Linked DNA regions of Capra hircus: region 1 is linked to region 2. The links are chromatin contacts, called in public Hi-C maps. All regions are on one chromosome and are shown on one strand. The core of a region is the stretch at or near the end of the contact, and the rest is flanking DNA. Distances in the headings are between cores, read along the strand shown.

What was found. Hi-C and Micro-C count contacts between places; a contact is called where the count stands out from the background.
Region 1: a Hi-C map of blood shows a contact between it and region 2, with 5 times the contacts expected there. The contact joins the enhancer-like site here to the promoter of ARRDC2 in region 2. A contact is called at or near these places in 3 of 5 Hi-C or Micro-C datasets (all in blood).

The regions. Positions count from the first base shown.
Region 1 is chr7:103,648,500-103,653,468 of ARS1.2, reverse strand. No RefSeq gene overlaps it. Among named protein-coding and RNA genes, the nearest start is that of TRNAE-UUC, 18 kb to the right of the region's middle. Within about 2 kb of position 3,673, at least 2 of the 5 cell types and tissues checked have an H3K27ac peak or open chromatin away from gene starts, as enhancers often do.
Region 2 is chr7:103,612,723-103,617,707 of ARS1.2, reverse strand. It overlaps ARRDC2 (arrestin domain-containing protein 2), which reads right to left and starts at 3,173. Exons shown (of 8, transcript XM_018051412.1): 1 at 2,598-3,173. The coding sequence starts at 2,856. KCNN1 (small conductance calcium-activated potassium channel protein 1) reads right to left here. Exons shown (of 9, transcript XM_018051410.1): 9 at 4,500-4,985. The coding sequence ends at 4,870.

The sequences.
Region 1 (4,969 bases), core at 2,424-4,923, 35 kb before region 2:
CAGTATGGGACCCAGTATGGGACCCATCAATAGCACAGCACCCACTTAGCTGGCCTTTGGAGTTGGCAAACTCACCCCCTGGGTCCATGGAGTTAGGAGTTTGATATTTATGGAGCAGCACTGGAAATTCTTGCTGAGATGAATGGAGAAAATGAACACCCTGCTTGTGTTCAGGGAAGGTTGAACATGCCTGGAAGAGAAGCTTGTGGAAAGGACAGCAACACAGAGAGACGGCGTCCTAGTTCCTGGATCCAGCCATGCCTGAAGCCCAAAATTCTGGTTTTCTTGTTGTTAAAGGCATTTTGAGCTCTGTTTCTGCTGCTAGAAAATGACCCACAAGAAGTTCCTCTCTGGACCTCTACTTGCCCATCTGTGTAATAGGAGAGGGCTCAGGGCACTGGCTTGAGGGCCCTACCTCCTTGGGTTGGGCAATCCTACCTAGCAGAGCCCTGGCCCAGAGTTAACTGAGCACTTGCTGTGTCCTCATCATTCTAGGGCTTCTCTGAGTGTTGATTCCTCAGCTGCTCGCAGCAGTTCCAGGAATCAAGACTGTGGTAGACCCTGTTTCACAGTTTCCTTCCTTCCTTGATTCAGGAAATCAGTTTTGAGCTCCTACTGTATACCAGTTTCTGTTCTGCACAGGTCAGAACTGGTCTAGTCATGAGGGGCTCCTGGTTGGGTAGGGAGGACAGAAGCTAATCTAATCATCACAAAGAGAGTTACAATAAACCTGGGCGAGTGACAAGTGAACATGCGAGGAACAGAAGTGAGGGAGGGCTTCCTGGAAGAGGTGGTGCTGGGGCCAAATGGTGAAGAGAGGCCAGAACAGCAGGAGCAAAGGCCCTGTGGCAGATGTGGTCGGTGGGGAATAGGTGGGGGTGGGGATAGAGGTCACAGCCCCAGCGGCCTGGGGACCTAAGAGTTTTTATTCTTAAGTTTGTGGGGGGTTGGAGGGGAGGTTCTGGAGCAGGAGAAGTGTAGGGTCTCAAGAGACAAAGAGACTTATCCCCCCATGAGTCAAGATGCACGTTTCCATCAGGGAGACAGATTGCCTCAGTTTACCTCCCCAGGTAACCTGCTTCTTCTGTCACTCCAGCAGCCTCTGGGGAGTTTGGTCATAAAGAGATGTTGTCTCTGCCTCTTCCCTTGAGCCAGGATGGGGCTGGGATATCAGGGATCTCTAGGGTGCAGGAGGTGACACAGACCAGCCCTGGCCTGGCCTGTTATGAGACCCTGCCCTCACCCTGCAGATGCCAGGCCCTCGGCCTGAAATGAAATGCCCTTCCCCTAACTGTGCTTCTTTGCCCATTCCTCTTTAATTTTTTTAAGGCTGTATCCACATACCGCACTGTTCACCCTTTCATTAAGGGCTTTCTCTATTGCAGTGCGCAGGGCTGCTCTTCGTCGTGGTGCCCAGGCTTCTCATCGTGGTGGCTTCTCTCGTTGCAGCATGGGCTCTAGGCACACGGGCTTCCGTAGTTGCAGCTCATAGGATGCTGTTGCCCGCGGCATATGGAATCTTCCTGGACCAGGGATCGAACCCATGCCCTCTGCAGTGGAAGCACACAGCCCCAACCCCGGGACCCCGGGGGATTCCCTCACCCTTTTATTGACTGATTGCTTGATTTTTTTAGCGGCACTGGGTCTTTGTTGCTGTGCGAAGGCTTTCTCTAGTTGCGCCACGTGGGGCTACCCTCTGTTCCCCTACACGGGCTTCTCATTGCAGAGGCTTCTCTTGTTGCAGAGCGCAGGCTCCAGACGCACAGGCTCCAGTAGCTGCGCCATGAGGACATTTGAGGCTTGAGGGCTCTAGAGGGTGGGCTCGGCGATGGTGGCTTCCAGGCATGGCTGCTCTGAGGCATGTGGAATCTTCCCGGACCAGGGATCGAACCTGTGTCCCCTGCACTGGCACGAGGATTCCTATCCACTATACCACCAGGGAAGTCCTCTTATGCTTTTAAAGTGAAAGATCCAGTGGCATGCACAATGTTATGGAACCATTATTACTGTCTAGTTCCAGAGCATTCCCATCACCCGCAAAAGAAAACCCTAACCCCATGACTAGTCACCCTCATTCCCACTCCCCCAGCCCCAGGCCACCGTTAATCTGCCTTCTGTCTCTATGGATTTACCTGGACATTTCATATAAATGGGATCATATAATATGTGGCCTTTGTGTCTGTTCTTTGGTAAAGAAACTCAGCTTGGTGTTTTTGAGCTTCATCCACGCTGTAGTGCATATCAGAACTTCATTTCTTTCTTTCTTTCTTTTTTTTTTTTTTGCCTGTACTGCAAGATTCGCGAGATCTTAGTTCCCAGACCTGGGATTGAATCCAGGCCAGCAGTGAGAGCTTGGAATCTTCACCAACTGCCAGGGAATTCCCCACTTCATTTCTTTTTATGGCTGAGTAATATTTCGTTGTATGGCTGGGCTGCATTTTGTTTATCCATTCATCTACTAATGGACACTTGGGTTATTTCCACCTTTTGGCAATTGTGACTAGTGGTACTATGAACATGCATACAAGGGTTGGTGTGAAAACCTATTTTCAGTTCTCTTGGTAAATGCCTAGGAGCAGAATTATTTGATCACATTGTACTTCTATGTTTAAATGATTAAGAAACTGCCAGATTGTTTTCCAAAGTGCCTGCACATTTTTCATTGCCATCAGAAGTATGTGAGGGCTCCTTATTTCCCCACATTCTCATCAACATCTATTATTTCCAAGTTTTTTTTTTTTTTTGAGTCTGGTCATCCTAGTGAGTGTGAAGTGGTATCTCAGGGGGCTTGATTTGCATTTCCCCGAAGACTAATGATGGTGAGCATCTTTTCATGTGCCTATTGCCGTTTCTACATCTTCTCTGGAGAAATGTCCATTCAAGTCTTTTGCCCAGTTTTCACTGGGTTCTCTTTTTATTATCGAATTATATCTAAGAATTCTCCTTGTCTTTGACACCCCCTCTTGCAGGCACGGGCTTCCCAGGTAGCTCAGTGGTAAAGAATCCACCTGCCAATGAAGGAGAAGCTGGAGAAGCAGGTTAGGTCCCTAGGTGAGGAGGATCCCCTGGAGAAGGAAAAGGCAACCCTCACCAGAATTCTTGCCTGGGGAATCCCCTGCACAGAGGCCCCTAGGGGTCTACAGTCCGTGGGGTTGCAAAGTGTTGGGCGTGACTGATCCACACACGCGCGCGCACAGATACACACTTGGAGGTGTCTCTCCCCATCCTCGCTGCTGCTGCTGCGCAGCCTCTCCCTCCAGCCAGCGTTGACCTCCCCACCACCCCCCATCAATTCCTGTTGGGGCATCAGCCGTCCAACCCTGTCTCCGCACTGGGAGGGCCCCTGGCAGACACGGGGTAGCTCCCCTCAGTGCTTAATAACGGAGCGCTCGGAACCTTGGCAGCCACGCGGGAAACCCCGCCCGCAGACACCCACCCCTTGGCCACATCGAGCGCCGCTCCCGCATGGCCACGCGTGGGAGCCCGCAACTTTCCAGGTGGGGAAACCACGATACGGAGGGAGCAGGAGGGAACCTGCCTGGTCCCCGGGTTGGGGTGATGGCAGAGGTCGCCTCCCTCAAGCTGCTTCTGGCTCCGGTCCCTGCCCTGGGCTGACCCTGGCGGGCGGGAACCGCCTGTAGGCAAGGCGGTTCCGGATGAAACCGTAACATCCAGGAGCAGAGAAGAAAAATATTCTGCGGCCGGCGAGCTGGGCCAGGAGGGCTGGGGAGGGGGGACAGGCGGGCCAGGGAGGAGGGGCGGGGCGGCTTTCTTTACCAGCCTGGGTGTGCTTTCGGGTGGGAGCCTGGAGGGGTGGAGTGTTACACAGCAGACAGAAAGGTGTCTTACAGGTCTTGACCGAGTTCTGCTCTGCCTCCAGCTAGCTGTGCAGCCTGGGGCTCTCCAGCCAGTTTCTCCATCGGTGGGATGAGGGTAGTTAGTGGTTGAGACGGTAGAGAATCTGCCTGCAGTGCCAGAGACTCTGGTTCGATCCCTGGGGCAAAAAAATCCCCTGGAGAAAGGAATGGCTACCCTACTCTAGTACTCTTGCCTGGGAAATCCAAGAACAGAGGAGCCTGTTGGGCTACAGCCCATGCGGTTGCAAAGAGTCGGACACAACTGAGTGACTAACACACACACACACACACACACACACACCTCCTTGGGTGTTGTGAGAGGTGAAGAGGGTGCCTGGCTCTGGAAGCACACACCTTAGGAAGCTGTCCATAACCTCATCCTCAATATGAAAGCATGGTTTGTTCAAGAGCGCAGGGAGATTGGTTCCGCCCAGGGGGCCAGGTGGGGGCACCTGTGTCTCCCTAACTCCCCACCTTCCTCTCTTTTTGTCCCTGTCTTCCCAGCTCTCCTGTTTCTCGCCCTCCTCCTCCTCCTTCTTTTTTCTTAGTTGCCGCGTGGGATCTAGTTCCCTGACCAGGGACCCAACCCGGTCCCCCCACCCCGCATCAGGGTCCCAGAGTTTTGGCCACTGGACCACAAGGGAAGCTCCTCCCTTTCTCTTGTCTCGTCTCTCCCTGTCTATTTCTCTCAACCTCACTTCTCTGGCTCTCGCTGTCTCTCTGTATCTCTCACGGCCTCTGTCTTTACCTAAAACCTCCTCCAGATCCCCTAGACCAGGCCTGCCTCAGCCGGCTCAGCCCGGGCCTGGCCAGTGTCTTAAGCCCACATTTCCGTGAGACAAGGTCCAATCTAATCTCCCTGAAGCTGCCCCCATCCCCACCCCCATGGCCTCAGGGTGAGGATCCAGGCAGCTTGGGGCCCTCACTTGCTGCCTGGAAAACTCAAACAGCTTAAGAGTCTCTCTCTAACCCCCAAAAGCCCAGCAGATCAAAACCCACAACCCACAGTCTTGGACACACCGGTTCCCCCTCCCCCGTGATTCGTTTAGATGGGGAAACTGAGGCCTGTATAGGGCTTCCCAGGTGGCTCAGACAGTAAATGAGGGAGACCT
Region 2 (4,985 bases), core at 1,924-4,423:
CCCTACTCGACCCCTCCCAGAGCCTCTCTCCGGACTCATCCACCCGCCCCTGACACACTGCCACTCAGCTGCGCCTCAGCGCTTTTGCTCCACGTTCCTTTCCAAACTTTCAGCACCTGCCCTCTCCACCCCCATTCCCCACCCTCCCCGTCTCCGCAAACTTGTTTGCTCTTTTGACCCAGCTCTTCCCCTCACAGACAGAACCAAGTACCGGGGAAACTCATGGAGTCCCCGGGTTCAGGGCTGCGGTGTGCTTTTGGGATCTTTAACCACCAAGTCGGAAGCTGCCAGTACGCGATCTGCGAAGCGCCTGCGCCCTCTGGTGGCAGCGTCATACATTGCTGCTTGAACCCACTCCCTACCTTGTTCAGTCCCTAAGTCGTATCCAACTTTTTGCCACCCCATGAACTGCAGGACACCAGGCTTCCCTGTCCTTCACTATTTCCCAGAGTTTGCTCAAACTCATGTCATGAAACCATCTCATCCTCTGTTGCCCCCTTTTCCTCCTGCCCTCAACCTTTCCCAGCATCAGGGTCTTTTCCAGTGAGTTGGCTTTTCCCATCAAGTGGCCAGAGTATCGGAGCTTCAGCATCAGTCCAGGGCTGATTTCCTTTAGGAAGTCCTAACATCCCCTACCTTGGCCATCCCTTCTGAGTCTGGCTCAGCCCGGCTGGAACCCCAGCTGAGGCCAAGACACCCCCAGTGGGAGGCGGCCATAACCAACACAACCAGTCAGTGATAGAGGTCAGGGCAAACTGGTGGAGAGCGGTAGAGGCTGTCCACTCAGTGATCAGCCTGGTGGAGGGCTCTGGGGCTGAAATAAGGCACTAGGACCTTCTCCCAGGGCCAAGTGAAGTCTAGAAAGAAGACAGGAGGCCACAGGCCCAGGAGGAGGCAGGGAATAGAGTGACCTTGGGGGGATGGGATGGCTCATACTTTCTTTTTGGTCACACAAGACTTGTGGGATCTTTTGTGACCAGGTACCAGGTATTGAACCCACGCCCCCTGTGGTGGAAGCTCAAGAGTTTTAACCACTGGACCACCAGGGTAATCCTGGGAAGGTTCATTCTGAGCCAGTGTCCTCAGTCCATTTCGCAGATGGGTTCCCCCAGAGACCCAGAGAGGAGCAGGGACTCACCAGAAGTCACGCAGCAACTCTGCTTCACTCCGCCAATACCTTAAGGAAGCTACCAGTGAGTGGGAGCAGGAGGGCTGGAGGGTGAGACCAGCTCTGATTTCCCTGATTCTCAAGGAAAGGGAAGTGCCTACAGGGCCCCTTCTTGCCTCATTCCATGCCAGCTATGCTTTGGTTTCCACAGCGCATCAGGCCAGAGCCTCCCACACCTGGCGGCTGTTTGGACAAAGTAGTAAGTCTGTAGGCAAAGCATCTAGTCTGTGCAGGGCCGGAAGTAAGGGTGCTGTGGGCAGGGAGCCAGATTTGAGCCGCATCCTGTTTCTACCCATCTTGCAGATGGGTATAGTGAGGTCTGCCTTCCCTGAAGAAGTGGCCAGGGCAGCCCAGAAAGGCCAACATCCTCTTCAGCCACACAGCAGGTGCTAGAGCACAGACTTACTCTTTCTGTCCCTGCCCTCCCCTACTTCTGCTCTCAACTGGCTGTATGGCCTAAGGGAGGAGCACCGAGGCTCAGAGCAAGCGGGGACATGTCCAAGACTCCTGATCTGATCTGACCCTACCCCAGGTCTTTGTCCTGCTTGGGATGCATTCCTACCGCCTTACCTGCAAACACCACCAAAATCCCCAATCCAGCAAACAGCCCTTCATGTAAACACTGGTAAAGGGCGCTGGCCAGGGGTGAGACACGGGCCTTCTTTGGGAATCAGAGCCCCCAGGCCTGGGGCTAATGAGACACCCTGGAGTTTAGAGAGGAGGATCTCCTAGCTCCACCAAGGGGTCCCCTGAAACCAAGGGGGTCCTGTGGGGCTCCCAGGCACAGAGGCCTTTCTGACCCCATTTCTTGACTCCAGCCCCCATAACCTTTCCTGAGTTTCATAGGGTGGGTTTGAACAGTTGCTAATCAAGGGAGGAGCCAAGAAACCCCCTGAGACAAGATTACAGGGAACAGAGACGCTCACAAAGATTAGAAGACCGACCACCTGAGACGAGATTAAGGGCATGCAAGCCCTGCTCACACCTTAATGTTATCAAAGACCCCCAGTGTTGAGCCACTATTATAAAACCCCTCATCTAGTTTTCTGGGGTAGAGACATCGTTTTTCAAGGCAGAGCCAGGTGTTTCTCCTTTGCCTGGCAAAGCAGTAAAACTATACTTTTCCACTTCACCCAAAACTTCGTCCCGACTCCTTTGATTCCTCACTGCATTATCGGGAGTGCAAGTGATTGCTAACACCTCCAGACTCCACATGGGGCGGGGCGGGGCGGGGTGGGTGGCTGAGGGGATGTCTCCACCGCACATCCTCTAGGTCAAGGGAGTCCTAGTGGGTAAGAGAGTCCCCCTCTTGAGAAGGGTTGCCAGCCCACACGGCCTCTAAAGAGCTTGGAAAGGGGCGCCCAGACCTGAGAAGAGGGGTCGGTGGCGGGGATCCTGGCTCGGGGGTGGGGGGAGATGAGCGGCTCACCTCGGAGCAGCAGCTGCCGCCATCGCAGGTACGTCTCGGCGGCCACGTAGTCGCTGGAGATGGCATTGACACCCACGCTTCGGGCCTCGAGCCAGTGCGTGACCGCCCCGCCGCGCGCCGCCACCTCGAGCGCCAGCACCCGCAGCGGCGCCGCCACCTCCAGCAGCACCCGGCCGCACAGGCGCTCCCCGCCGCGGTACGCGTCGTCCGGGCCCCGCGCCAGCTCCAGCGCGAAGCTGCGCACGCCCCCCCGGCGCATGGCTGGGCCCAGGGCTCACGGCGGGGATGGTGTGCCGGCGCGGCTCCGCCCGGCGCGCTGCTGGGCAGCGTCTGCCGACCTCTCTGGGCTCAGGGCTGGTCTTCGCCGCGCCAGACGCCCCTCCCGAGCTTTCTCCTGCTTCTGCGATCTTGTGTGGATGCCGCCGGCCCCGGGCCGGCACGCAGTTGGCTGACTTCCTGGTCCTCCGTGTCCGCCCTCGTGACGCGCTCGGGCCTCCGGAACGTGCCGCCCGCGTGTCCGCGCGTTTGACTTTGCTACCCCCCGGGGCGGGGCGGGTCCTGTTTTTGCAGGGTAGGCGCTGTTGAGTCAGAGGCGGGCGGGGGCGGATGTGGCTGGCGCGGAGCGGAGGCCACCACCCGGGATCTGTCTAGTGGGCTCACTCGTCCCCTACCCGGCGCCTTTGGACCCAGCGCGGCCCCACCCTCCTCCCTGGCCTTCCTGTCATCATCTGGTTTTCCCCAAACACGCAAAGCTGGGTCCCGTTCTTGGCCTTTGCAACGGCAGTTGCTGCTAGGACCGCCCTTCTCCAAGTCTCCATGCCCAAATGTCATCTCCTCGGAGACGTGCTCCGGACTTAATTCTTTGTGGCTCTGGCCGCTGTGTTTGTGACTGCTGTGTTCACTGTTGTGCTTCCTCCATCAGACTGGGTGTCCCCAAGGGTGAGCACTGTGCAGGGTTTCAGCACCTGATCTCACAGAAGAGGAAACTGAGGCCCCCCACAGCGGCAGTCGCTGGCCAGAGGCACCCAGCGGCGGCTGACTCAGAACTCGAACCCATGTCTGACCTCAGCCCACCGACAACTCCCCGGGGCCTTCTTGTTCTTGTGTCCCACCTATCACCCCCAGGCAGGTGGCCCACGGCTTTATCAGAGGCTGCCAGAGCCTGGGCTCTCAGCTGGATCCAGAGTAGCCTCCTTCTCCACAGGGCCCAGCATCTGCCGAGAGCCTGCCTCCCCACCTGACTCCAGCACTCTGAGCCCAAGGCCTGGAAGGACCTTTCTGATTCTACTTGTCTGAGACCTTCCCCTCCATTCTGCCCCAGAGAGGCCTCTCTAAGCCCAGGATCACAGCAGTCCCCTCCCCATGGAGTGACCTCCACCGAGTCCATTCTTCCCCTTGGCGTATGGATCCCTGAATTTAAATCCTGGCTCACCCCTCTTCACTCTGTGGCCCCAGGCAGATTGTTTCACTTCTCTGTGTCTCCCCATCCTACCCTGGTCAGGTTCTGGTGAACAGTTGTCATTATATTGGCTGTATACAGCAGATGCTCAATCCATGTTCATCAAAAACAGAATGGCCCTCCTCACTCATGTCACTTCCCCCTCTGGACCGTGACCTACAGTCCCACTGGAGCCTGACCCCTACAAGGTGCTCTGGCAAAGCGAGCTGGAGGGACGTCCTGACCTACGTCCCCTGCTCTCTGCAGGTCCCTCTCTTGGTACCAAGTGGGACTTGTGCAGATGTCCTCAGGGAGGCGTGGAGTTCAGGCCTGGAAGACCACTAGGCTAGGCAGGGACGGGCTCACCTTGACCCCCACATCCGGTCTGGAATCCCCAGGGCCCTGGTGTCCACCTCCCATGTTGCGATATGAGTGTCCACCAGCCACACACAACAGGCAGCAAGTGGGCTGGTCCTGCTTTATTTGGAACTGGCAAGGACCCCTCTCCTGGCTGCCCCACACCCACCTGGGGCCTGGAGAGAGCCGAGGGTCACGGAGGGGCGTACCGCAGGAATCAGGGGACCAGAGGAAGCTCCAAGCTCCCCCAGCTCCCATCAGGGAGGAAGCAGACCTGCCCTCCCCTGCCGTCTGGCCCTACTCTCTGCCCGAACAGTCTGGGTGGGGTGCAGTGGTTCGGGCCCCAGTCCACTCAGCCCAACTCAGCTTCGGCTCCTTGAACTCCAAGAGGCGCCACTGTACAGGGCTTCTTGGATGGCGTGGAAGTGGCGGCCACACGATGGCCAAAATTGAGGGGTCCGGTGGCAGGCAGGGCTGTCACCCGCAGTCTGAAGGGGCCACGGGTGGCCACCAGTGTGGGGGACTCCGAGCCACCTGGTCTAGGGGGCCGGAGCCAGGCCAGGGAGGCAGGGCGGGTGGGGGTGGGTGTATGG